2 separate regions of the Triticum aestivum genome follow, and region 1 is linked to region 2. Evidence: chromatin contacts called from public Hi-C data. All regions are on one chromosome and are shown on one strand. The core of a region is the stretch at or near the end of the contact, and the rest is flanking DNA. Distances in the headings are between cores, read along the strand shown. Region 1 holds the start of LOC123181510 (ADP-ribosylation factor). Region 2 holds the start of LOC123181509 (protein NRT1/ PTR FAMILY 8.5).

Region 1 (4,981 bases), core at 879-3,378, 200 kb after region 2:
AAATGATTATAAAACAGCCAAGATTGATAATATACCAGCATGGAACAATCAAAAATTATAGATACATTGGAGACGTATCAACTAGCCCATGTCAATATGAGATCTTTGCAAAGTCTCCTCAAAGGGGATCACGTTCATGGGCTAACAAATGTGAGTTTTGCCAAAGACCGTGCTTGCAGCGCTTGTATCGAAGGAAAGCTTCATGAAACGGCTCACCGACCCACGACTATCATCTACTCGAAGAGGCCCTTGGAGCTCCTTCACATGGATCTCTTTGGTCCTCCATCTTTTGATAGTCATGGGGGGAGAAAGTATTGCTTGATGATTGTGGATGACTATTCAAGATACACTTGGGTATATTTCTTCAAGAGGAAGAGTGAGACCCAACAAACCGTCATTGACTTTGCTAATGAAGCTCAACGTCGACATGAAGCAAAGATTTTGATGATTAGAAGTGACAACGGCATCGAGTTCAAGAAATACACCTTAGATGAGTTTCTTAGTGATGAGGGGATCAAGCACCAATATGCCGCACCCTATACCCCTCAACAAAATGGTGTAGCGGAGAGGAAGAACCGGACGTTGATGGATGCGGCAAGGACTATGATGGCGGAATTCAAACCTCCGTACAACTTTTGGGCCGAAGCCATCAACACCGCATCATGCATCCAGTCGGCTCTATCTCCGCAAAGGCTTGAAAAAGACTCCATATGAGATACTTACCGGTAACAAGCCCAACCTCAAGTACTTCCGGGTGTTCGGTTGTAAGTGTTTCATTCTCAAGAAAGGTGTTCGTTTGTCTAAATTTGAACCTAGAGCTCAAGATGGCATCTTTGTTGGTTATGCTACAAACTCTCATGCTTACCGTTCCCAAAAAGTTTGGGGTCAAGCAAGCAAAGATAAATAGCACTTGCTTCACAAAGTGGCATTTAGGACAGAATAGGAAAAGGAATATTGGTGAATTATCTTTGAACATGGCAAGGAAGGGTTTTGCCATATTTGAGGAAGATACGACCCAAACAATTTATGAGAATTATTTGAGAATTTTATGAATGACAGAAATATACTCCCTCCGTCCCAAAATAAGTGTCTCAAGCTTAGTACAACTTTGTACTAGAGCTAGTACAAAGTTGAGACAGTTATTTTAGGACGGAGGGAGTAGGTTGCTTCACAACCTAGGGCAAATAGGACTATTCCTTTAATAGAAAAGGAGTATTCCCAATAAAAAGAATATTGGGATTGGTCCAAGATAAGGAATGACAGGGTCTTGGGATGATTTAGAGGATGACAAGCCACTATGGAACCTAGGAAGATATATTCTTCCCAAGTTTTCAAACCACAAAGCCACAAAAAAACAAATCAAAGCAATAATCCAAGGAAAAACAAAGGAAAAAGAAAAAGCCAAAATCCAGGGTGTCACATATGTCTGAAAAAACTAGTCTTTTCTTTTAGGTTGTTAAAGAAAATGATTTCTAGAATTGGTTATTAAAGAAAAAGGTGATCTAGACGTCTGATAGATTAGCGCGCAGAGGCCTCGCACATCAAGCCGCATGCCCATTTTGCGATCAGCACGATGAGACGACTGGTCACTTGCTAATTACCCGCGTCTTTGCGAGAAGAATTTGGGACAAGGTTTATGCGGCTCTGGGCACTAGGGATGGTGCACCGACGATGGAAGACTCGCTACCGGATTGGTGTTTGAGGACTGGGGCTCACGGTCGCCTCGGTAAAGCGGAGTGTGCTATCCACCTCATGTGCCTTTGGGAGCTTTGGAAGCATCGGAACGCGGTCGCTTTTTATGGGGAGACGACGAGCATGAGGGGTGTACTACGATGCACTGCGTTCGAAAGCGAGGTTTGGTTTTTAGCAAGGCTTGTAGGTGAGGAGCTAGGTACTTTCCTAGCGGCGGCATCTTTGTGGGTGAGTAGCGAGTGGTCCACTTTACTACACTAGAGTGCACGTGGAGTGGACTGAGATGTTGCCTCATGCAAACTTAACATATAATAGGCACATTCGTGCGCATTCCAGAGAAAAAACCCTCACCCAGCTGCAGAAAAAAAAACAGCTTAACCCGACCTAACCTAACTGCAACCCGCTCACATGGTCGTCGGGGCCCACGTAAAAGTAGACGGCCCAGATTATTCCTTGGGAATCCGCTACCACCCCCAACGCCAGTGAGCTCAGCATCTCCACCTCCTCGTCCTCCTCCCCCGTCGTCTCCGGCTCCGACTTCGACGAGAGGAAGGCAGGCAGGCAGGCAGGGGCGGGCCCGATCGATCCTTCCCCGAACCTCACACACGCCGCAGAAACTTCCAGAAGCCGGTCCGTTCCCATCCTCTTCGGCGGCCGACCAGCCGGCCAGATTCCCCTGATCCAGGGAGGGAGGGAGATGGGCCAGGCCTTTCGCAAGCTCTTCGATGCCTTCTTCGGCAACAAGGAGATGCGGGTGCGCCCTCTTTTCTCCTCTCTTCTCCTAATTAGTTTGTTGGGCGAATGGATCGGTCGACAGACTTTAAGAATGAATCAGAGCACATATCGATCCGCTCCTCCTTTGATTTACTATTAGTTTCATATGTTTCTGTCTGATTCGATTTTTTTTCATCCTGGATACATACAAGTGAGTTGCTAGCAGATTTTACATATCAACCATGTGATGTGATGGTGCTCGCTTTCTTACTAGCTGCTTCTCTGTCATGTTAGTTGCTATTTTCGTCAGAGATACTCAGAGAGTCAGAGGGCACGAAGATCCAAGTTAATTCGTTGTGCTCCTCGATTCTAATGGAATGGCCTGTTGCCTTATGCTAGGTGGTGATGCTTGGGTTGGATGCAGCCGGTAAAACCACCATACTCTACAAGCTACACATTGGCGAAGTACTCTCCACCGTCCCCACTATTGGTACAACATACCCGCCTGCCTATCTCTTAACTTATTAACTAATTTTGGGCTCATGCACTGTGCTTTCATCCGACTAAACATGAAGCCCTTGAACTACTTTGCTAATTAATCCGTTCGTGGGCAGGTTTCAATGTTGAGAAGGTTCAGTACAAGAATGTAGTGTTCACTGTGTGGGATGTGGGCGGCCAGGAGAAATTGAGGCCCTTGTGGAGGCACTACTTCAACAACACGGATGCTCTGGTCATTACTCATTCCATATGCTTGCTTGCTGTTTCGTTGTATTTTAAGCAACAATTCAACATATATGGGAACATACAGGACTACTAAAGCTATAAATTCCTTTCCTCCGGTTAGTTGTTTCATTCTTTACTTGCTTCTCTTTTGTGCCCATCTGATTTATGAACAAGTTCAGTAGCAGTCAGCAGGAAAGATGGTCAATTAGCTTATCTAGTATCTACTATGGATATTTGCATACGTTACTGCTCTTAGCTTCTGAGCCACCAAAAACAGACATGGTAGAATTGTTAGCCAAACAGGGTAAGTATCTGGATGTTACTACACATCTCCCTACCTAGCCCAGGACCTTCATCTTAGTGGACCATGCTAGACTCGCCTTGGATTTGTTGATGGGGCATAGTGATTTGTGATATGACACTGCTTTCTTGAGATGTAAGCTTTCTCTGTTGCTTTTGTTAACTTGCAGATCTATGTGGTCGATTCCCTGGACAGGGATAGAATTGGAAGAGCCAGGGCTGAATTTCAGGTTTATAGCATTTCTTATCGAGAACCTGTTCCTGTTTCTGTGGTAATATCTGTTGTGATATGTGCTCTAACTTACTGTAATCTATTATCTCTTGCAGGCCATAATCAATGACCCATTTATGCTCAACAGTGTATTATTGGTGTTTGCTAACAAGCAAGACATGGTATGCTTGTCATGGTTTCTTTTGGTATCACGTGCACTTGTTCAAGATGGTGTGGTTTGTGTAGAATACTAGTAGATTATAATTGGATCTGTCTAGGACACATCTAGATGTGACATAGTTATCTCACATCTAAGCTGATGTTCACTCTATTTTGTGGTCTATTTTTTTATCCTAGTTTTTTTTTGTTTCTTGTTGCTGCATTATATATTTGTGGGAGCTTAGATGCGACATCCTTAAAAAACATCTAGATGTGAATTAGATAAACTGATTATAATTCTCTGCCTTAAGACTCTTTGTTTTGGACTTGCTTCTTGCGTGCAAGAGTTTGCAGATTGTAGGGGATTTACATTGTTTGCATATATGGACATGCTGCATTTATGTAGGGCTGAAGTAGCCTTTTGTTGATATTTTCAGTTTCACTTGTGAAAAGGAAGAGTTTATTCTGCCTTAGGAAACAGGTTTATTTTCACTCCTTGTATGCTTAATCATGTAGTGTCTTTGTGTCTTGTGGATGCAGAGGGGAGCAATGACCCCGATGGAAGTATGCGAGGGTCTTGGTCTGTATGACCTGAACAACCGCATCTGGCACATCCAAGGCACATGTGCTCTTAAAGGCGATGGCCTGTACGAAGGCTTGGACTGGCTAGCGACGACTCTGGATGAAATGCGAGCTACAGGGCGGTTAGCTTCGACATCGGCGTAACGAGTAACAGGGATGGATCGTCTGTGTTTCTTGGCACCTCATTTTTTTCTTTTTGTGTCTGCCCTGTGGCCGCCTTTTGATGTGGTCAACAGATTTGTTGTAGTATGAATGATTCGCAAGAGGAGATGCGTTTCTGAAGAGGGGGTGCTCCTCCTAGTTAGAAGCGCATATCTATTCTGTTCTACTCTAGGACTGTGGAATGTAAATACTGATGTTTTCTACTGATGGCATGACACGCTCAATATTTGTGGTTTAGTCTGAAGAAATCACAGTATTTACTCTACTTTGTTGGTTTGTTGGGAATGACTAGCTAGAATGCCAAGGCTAAAGATGGAAAATTATGTGATGCTTTTCCTGGATTGGTGGTGTTGTGGACATGGTGGTGTTAGCTGCTTCAGATCCATGTCGAAGAAGCTGAAGCAAAGGGTCTGTGCTGCAGGTATGAAAATTGTGAAT
Region 2 (5,281 bases), core at 1,619-4,118:
CTCGAACCCGTAGGGTCCGCAGGCTTAACGTTCGATGACGATTTGTATTATGAGTTATGTGATTTGATGACCGAAGTTTGTTCAGAGTACCGGATGAGGTCACGGACGTGACGAGGATTCTCGAAATGGTTGAGAGGTAAAGATTCATATATTGGAAGGTTACATTCGGACACCGGAATGGTTTCGGGAAGTATCAGATAAGTTTCGGAGTACCGGGAGGTTACCGGAACCCCCCGGGGAAGTATTGGGCCTTAATGGGCTTTAGTGGAAAGGAGAGAAAGGGCCACAAGGGGAGGCAGCATCCCCCCCATGGCAAGTCCGAATTGGACTAGGGAGGGGGCGGCGCCCCCCTCTTTCCTTCTCCCTCTCTTCCTCCTTCCCTCTCTCCCCCTCTTGGAAAGGAAGGGGACTCCAACTAGGGAGGGGGCGGCGCCCCCCTCTTTCCTTCTCCCTCTCTATGGCGTGCGCCCCCCTTGGCCGGCCTCTTCCTCCCCCCTCCTTTATATACGTGGGAGGGGGCCACCCCATAGAGACACCAAGTCTTCTTTTTAGCCGTGTGCGGTGCCCCCTCCACAGTTACACACCTCGGTCATATTGTCGTAGTGCTTAGGAAAAGCCGTGCACCGGTAACTTCATCATCACGGTCGCCACGCCGTTGTGCTGACGGAACTCTCCCTCGTCCTCAACTGGATCAAGAGGCCAACTCGGTCATATTGTCGAGGGACATCATCGTGCTGAACGTGTGTTGAACACGGAGGTGTCGTACGTTCGGTACTTGGATCGGTTGAATCGCGAAGACGTTCGACTACATCAACCGCGTTACTAAACGCTTCAGCTTTCGGTCTACGAGGGTACGTGGACATACTCTCCCGTCTTGTTGCTATGCATCACCTAGATAGATCTTGCGTGATCGTAGGATTTTTTTTAAATACTGCGTTCCCCAACACAATGGAGTTTGGGGGAGGAAGAGGTCAGTCTTCTTGGGGGAAGAAGATCCCCTCTTATAGTGGGGGACAAATCCAACGGTTATGCACCTCTCAGCCCGCAAGCAAGCGGTACTACCGTTCTGGGAGCGGTACTACTGCTCCTTACAGGACACACAGGAGATTAGAAGAGCAGGGGAGAGAACAGAGCAACGGGTGGTGGTAGCCGTGGTAGTAGGGGCGGTACTACCGCCTATAGGCGGTACTACCGCTGCTACTACCACCTATTTTCTAGGGGCGAACAGGTAGCACGGTGGAGACCCTGAGGCACTATCGTAAAACCCGACACGAAAAAATCAAGGCCCCAACTACAAGCGGTAGTACGAGCGGGAGTAGCAGCGGTACTACCGCTGCTGCCCGCGGTACTACCTCTTGTAGCTCTCCACCCCTTCTTCGGCACAAACGAAGGACAACTCCAATGAAGCGGAAAGAGGCGATGGGTGCAAATATGAGTGTGTACGTGTTGATTCCAACCGAACCTTTCCGAAACGGACCCCCCTCTTGATAGTATGGTTTTCCCTACGACTCAAATCCACCAAAACGAACCGAAGGAAAGAAACCGTCTTCACTTGAAACTCCGAGGGGTACGAATCGTCTTGTGCCATATGCTTGATAGTCTGAAATGCTCAATGCACACGATTAGTCCACAAACACATTGTCATCATTCACCAAAACCATTTAGGGAGAAATATGCCCTAACACATTGCTTATGGGAAGCGTTTTTTTTGAAACGAAGGCATAAGATTAGCCTCATCCATTAATTAAGGGAGAAATAGAGTTGGGGTTACAACAAGACGCAAAAGCGCCAACACTAGTAAAGCTACTGTCCCGACATTAGTTCACCCAATCGCTTTGCACCCGTGATGACCCATTACTTCTTTCTTAATCTCCTCCATGAGAATCGTTGTAGGGCCGGATTTGTGCCGGAAGACCCTTGCATTCCTCTCATTCCAAATGGTCCAACACATGAGTGATGGAAGCCATCGCACTCCTGTTTGGGATGTTCCTTCCAGAAATTTTGATCCACCAATCTTTTATGGACCTTTCCATAGCCCAAACGATGGTGTCAAGGTGCACTAGTTGGAGCCAATCCCGGACCAAATCCCAAAGCCTCAAAGTGTAGCGTCATTCGTATAGCAAGTGAGATGATGTTTCCGGCTCCCTTCTACATAGCGGGCAGAGGCCACAATTTATCCTAGTGCGCTTGCCAGCATATCCGCCATCCGAATCCTTCCTTGGATTGTCAATCACGCAAAGAATTTGGCCTTTGGGATGAGAAGCGAATCGTGCGGCACATGAGCTAGCACGGTTTAGTTTCAGTAATAAGAATTCCTGTAGTTGGGTCGATGAACCAGTTGAGAAAACTGATGAATGATATACTTCACCAAAAAATCACATCGTCTGGTTTGATTTGATTTGTGGAGATGAGCTTAAGCCTGAAGTTTAGAAAAACAAGTGAATGGCGCAGTTGGATGTGGATAGATGGACAGCCCGCAAGACAGCGAATGAAGTCATGCCCCACACACACTTCAATCAAATCAAAGAAACGAAAAAAAAGGGAAAAACAAGCTTCGACGAACTGGACAGGGCAGGGACGAACACCTGATAATTTATTTATTTTTTCTCAGGGAGAAATAAATAAAGGACATGCTCAACACGGGTGGAATAAAGTCGCCGGTGCTACTGCTACAGAGGGAATCAGGGAAGATCCGGTTTCGCTGTCTACAGCAGTAGTATACTTAGAGCTCGAGGACATGAGGAAATGAATGGAGTTGGGTGGGTCTGAATAGAAAGCGACGGAGATAATTAAAATACGCAACGCGCGGTAAACACGGCGCACGCAAATAATGAAGCCACAGTTCGATGAGAGCGAGCGGGATGGGAACACACACGTGCCCTGATGCTGCTTAACAGTAGTACTAGTAGTTGAGGCAGGAGAGTAGATAGAAGAAATAAAAGTCGTTGGTACTGGCGGCTACGTGCCAAGGACGACCACCAAGTAGCTGGGAGGCTGGAACGGGAGGGAGCGGAGCGGACCCGGGGGAAGGCGAGAGAGTCGGAGGGAGCCCCGCTCCGGCCAGCCTCCGTCGGCACCCACGGCCGGCAGCGGCAGCGGCACGCCATGGACGCGGAGGCCGGAGAGGCGCCCCTCCTCTCCCACCAGCACAACCCCAACCAGGTAACCCGCCTTCCCCACCGGAAAAGCCCATTCCCCAAAAACGCCCGCCTACCCGCCACCCATTTATTTCTCTGCTCTGGCTCTGGCTCTGGCTCGGCGGCTCTACTACATCAGAAATCTTCTTCTACCACCACCAGCAGCATCTCTCGCGTCGCAAGCAGTGAGAGATTGAGACCAGACTCCTCGGATTCATGGCCACGCCACGGGGTTCAGATTCAGCACCGGTTTTGTCAGATAGGGTTGGTGTTGCTCAATTTTAGTACTACTCTCATTGTAGACTGTATGTACACGACGCTCATCCTGTTAGATCTCTCAGCCGCTCGCTCGCTTGCTTGTAGCAGCAAGCAGCGCGCACATTCCGATCTCGGCTCACTTAAATTACATCCAAATTCCAACTTAGATTCGCACTCCTGTTTGCCACTCCTCTGCACTGACGCTTGGACACTTGCTATCCGCCTCAAACTAAATCTCTCAGCTCTCATCCCAGCTCCCTAAATTGGTCAACCATATTTTTTCCTCATTTCAAATCCACAATTTGGTCACCTTTAACTTGGTTCATATGTTTCTCCATGCATACAGGTCTCGTCAGCAGATCACAACCACAAACCCTTCAACTGGAAGGCTCCTGCTATTATCTTGGGTCGGCTCCTCCTCATATTTCTTCCTGCCAGTCTCATGAATGCAAACAAACCTACTATGTGATGAACATTTTCTGATGTTGCAACAAAATTAACACTCCTTTTCGCTGCAGCGTTTGAGTTCTTGGAGAGCATTGCCTACGCTGGTATTGCCCTCAACTTGGTAGTATATCTTGGGAAGGTCCTTCATGGAACTACGGCTTCAAATGCCGCGAATGTCGATACATGGAACGGCACCACGTTCCTCACGCCCGTCCTCGGAGCATTTCTTGCTGATACATACTGGGGGAAGTACAAGACCGTGGCCATCTCCATAATATTCTATCTTACTGTAAGTACATGCATTCTATTACTTCAGAACTTGCTCTCTTTTATGCCCATTTTGTTGCAGTCATCATGTGTGATTTCTTAACTCCTAAATTTGTCTGTCAACAAATAGGGGTTGCTCATCATAACTGCTTCGGCGATCATTCCATCTTTACAACCCGCCGCATGTGAAGGAACTTCATGCCCTCCTGCCACAGGGTTTCAGAATTTTGTCTTCTTTACTGCACTATACCTTGTCTCGGTTGGGACTGGAGGGGTTAAATCAGCTTTGCTCCCACTTGGAGCTGATCAGTATGATGATTCAAACCTTGAACAGAGTAAAAAGAAGCAGGCTTTCTTTAGCTGGTTCTTCATTGCCATTAACCTTGGCGTCTTCATCTCGGGGACAGTTGTTGTATGGATACAGCAAAATGTTGCTTGGTCTCTTGGATTTGGCATCTCATCGATATGCCTCATTATCGCCACAGTTGCCTTCTTGGCAGGAACACCAATCTACAGGGTTCAACTTCCTACTGGAAGCCCACTTAAAAGTCTTGTAGCGGTGTTTGTTGCATCATTTAAAAAGAGAAAAGTGGAGGTTCCTGCTGATAGCTCAATATTGTTTGATGGAAATGATGCTGACTTAACCAATGAAGCACCAAACAAATTGGCACATACTGAAGGATTCAGGTATGTTTATCACATGATGGAATCCAAGTCTGCTAGCCTAGCTGGACAAGTTAGTTTAAATTTGTCTGTTTTAACAAAAGAAACTTACCTCACATGTTTTCTAGAATTCCCCACTAGCTACAAATAGACATCTGGAAGGTGTAATATCCCCCTTAACATTATTTTACGAAAACAGGGTCAACAAATATTTATGAAATTACTAGCGGCTTTTATGTTCATTTTCTTATAATGAATGATGTTGTTAGAGCTATTAGAAAAGATCTTTGTATTAAAAAGTTACATTGTCATGTAGCCTTGATTTGTTCATGTGAATCTCAAAGAGAAATAAAGCTCAATTTGCCCTTATATCGTACTCTTCGTCAACCACAACCCCCAATTGTAATTAGTCAGAACAATTTGGCATGAAATATATCAGTCCTAATTAGCCCCATCTCATCTACCAGATAGAATTAAATGTCTCGCAATATTGTGGATGTGAGTCATGT

The links. A called contact is a pair of places that touch in the nucleus more often than the background predicts.
Region 1: a contact with region 2 is called in a Hi-C map of leaf, with 5 times the contacts expected there. The contact joins the promoter of LOC123181510 here to the promoter of LOC123181509 in region 2. A contact is called at or near these places in 2 of 5 Hi-C or Micro-C datasets (both in leaf).

Annotation. Positions count from the first base shown.
Region 1 is chr1D:286,886,576-286,891,556 of IWGSC CS RefSeq v2.1, forward strand. It overlaps LOC123181510 (ADP-ribosylation factor), which reads left to right and starts at 2,129. Exons shown (of 6, transcript XM_044593786.1): 1 at 2,129-2,446; 2 at 2,806-2,896; 3 at 3,021-3,136; 4 at 3,600-3,659; 5 at 3,757-3,822; 6 at 4,340-4,808. The coding sequence starts at 2,390. The coding sequence ends at 4,525.
Region 2 is chr1D:286,687,166-286,692,446 of IWGSC CS RefSeq v2.1, forward strand. LOC123181509 (protein NRT1/ PTR FAMILY 8.5) reads left to right here and starts at 2,869. Exons shown (of 8, transcript XM_044593785.1): 1 at 2,869-3,162; 2 at 3,742-3,802; 3 at 3,914-4,131; 4 at 4,240-4,796. The coding sequence starts at 3,106.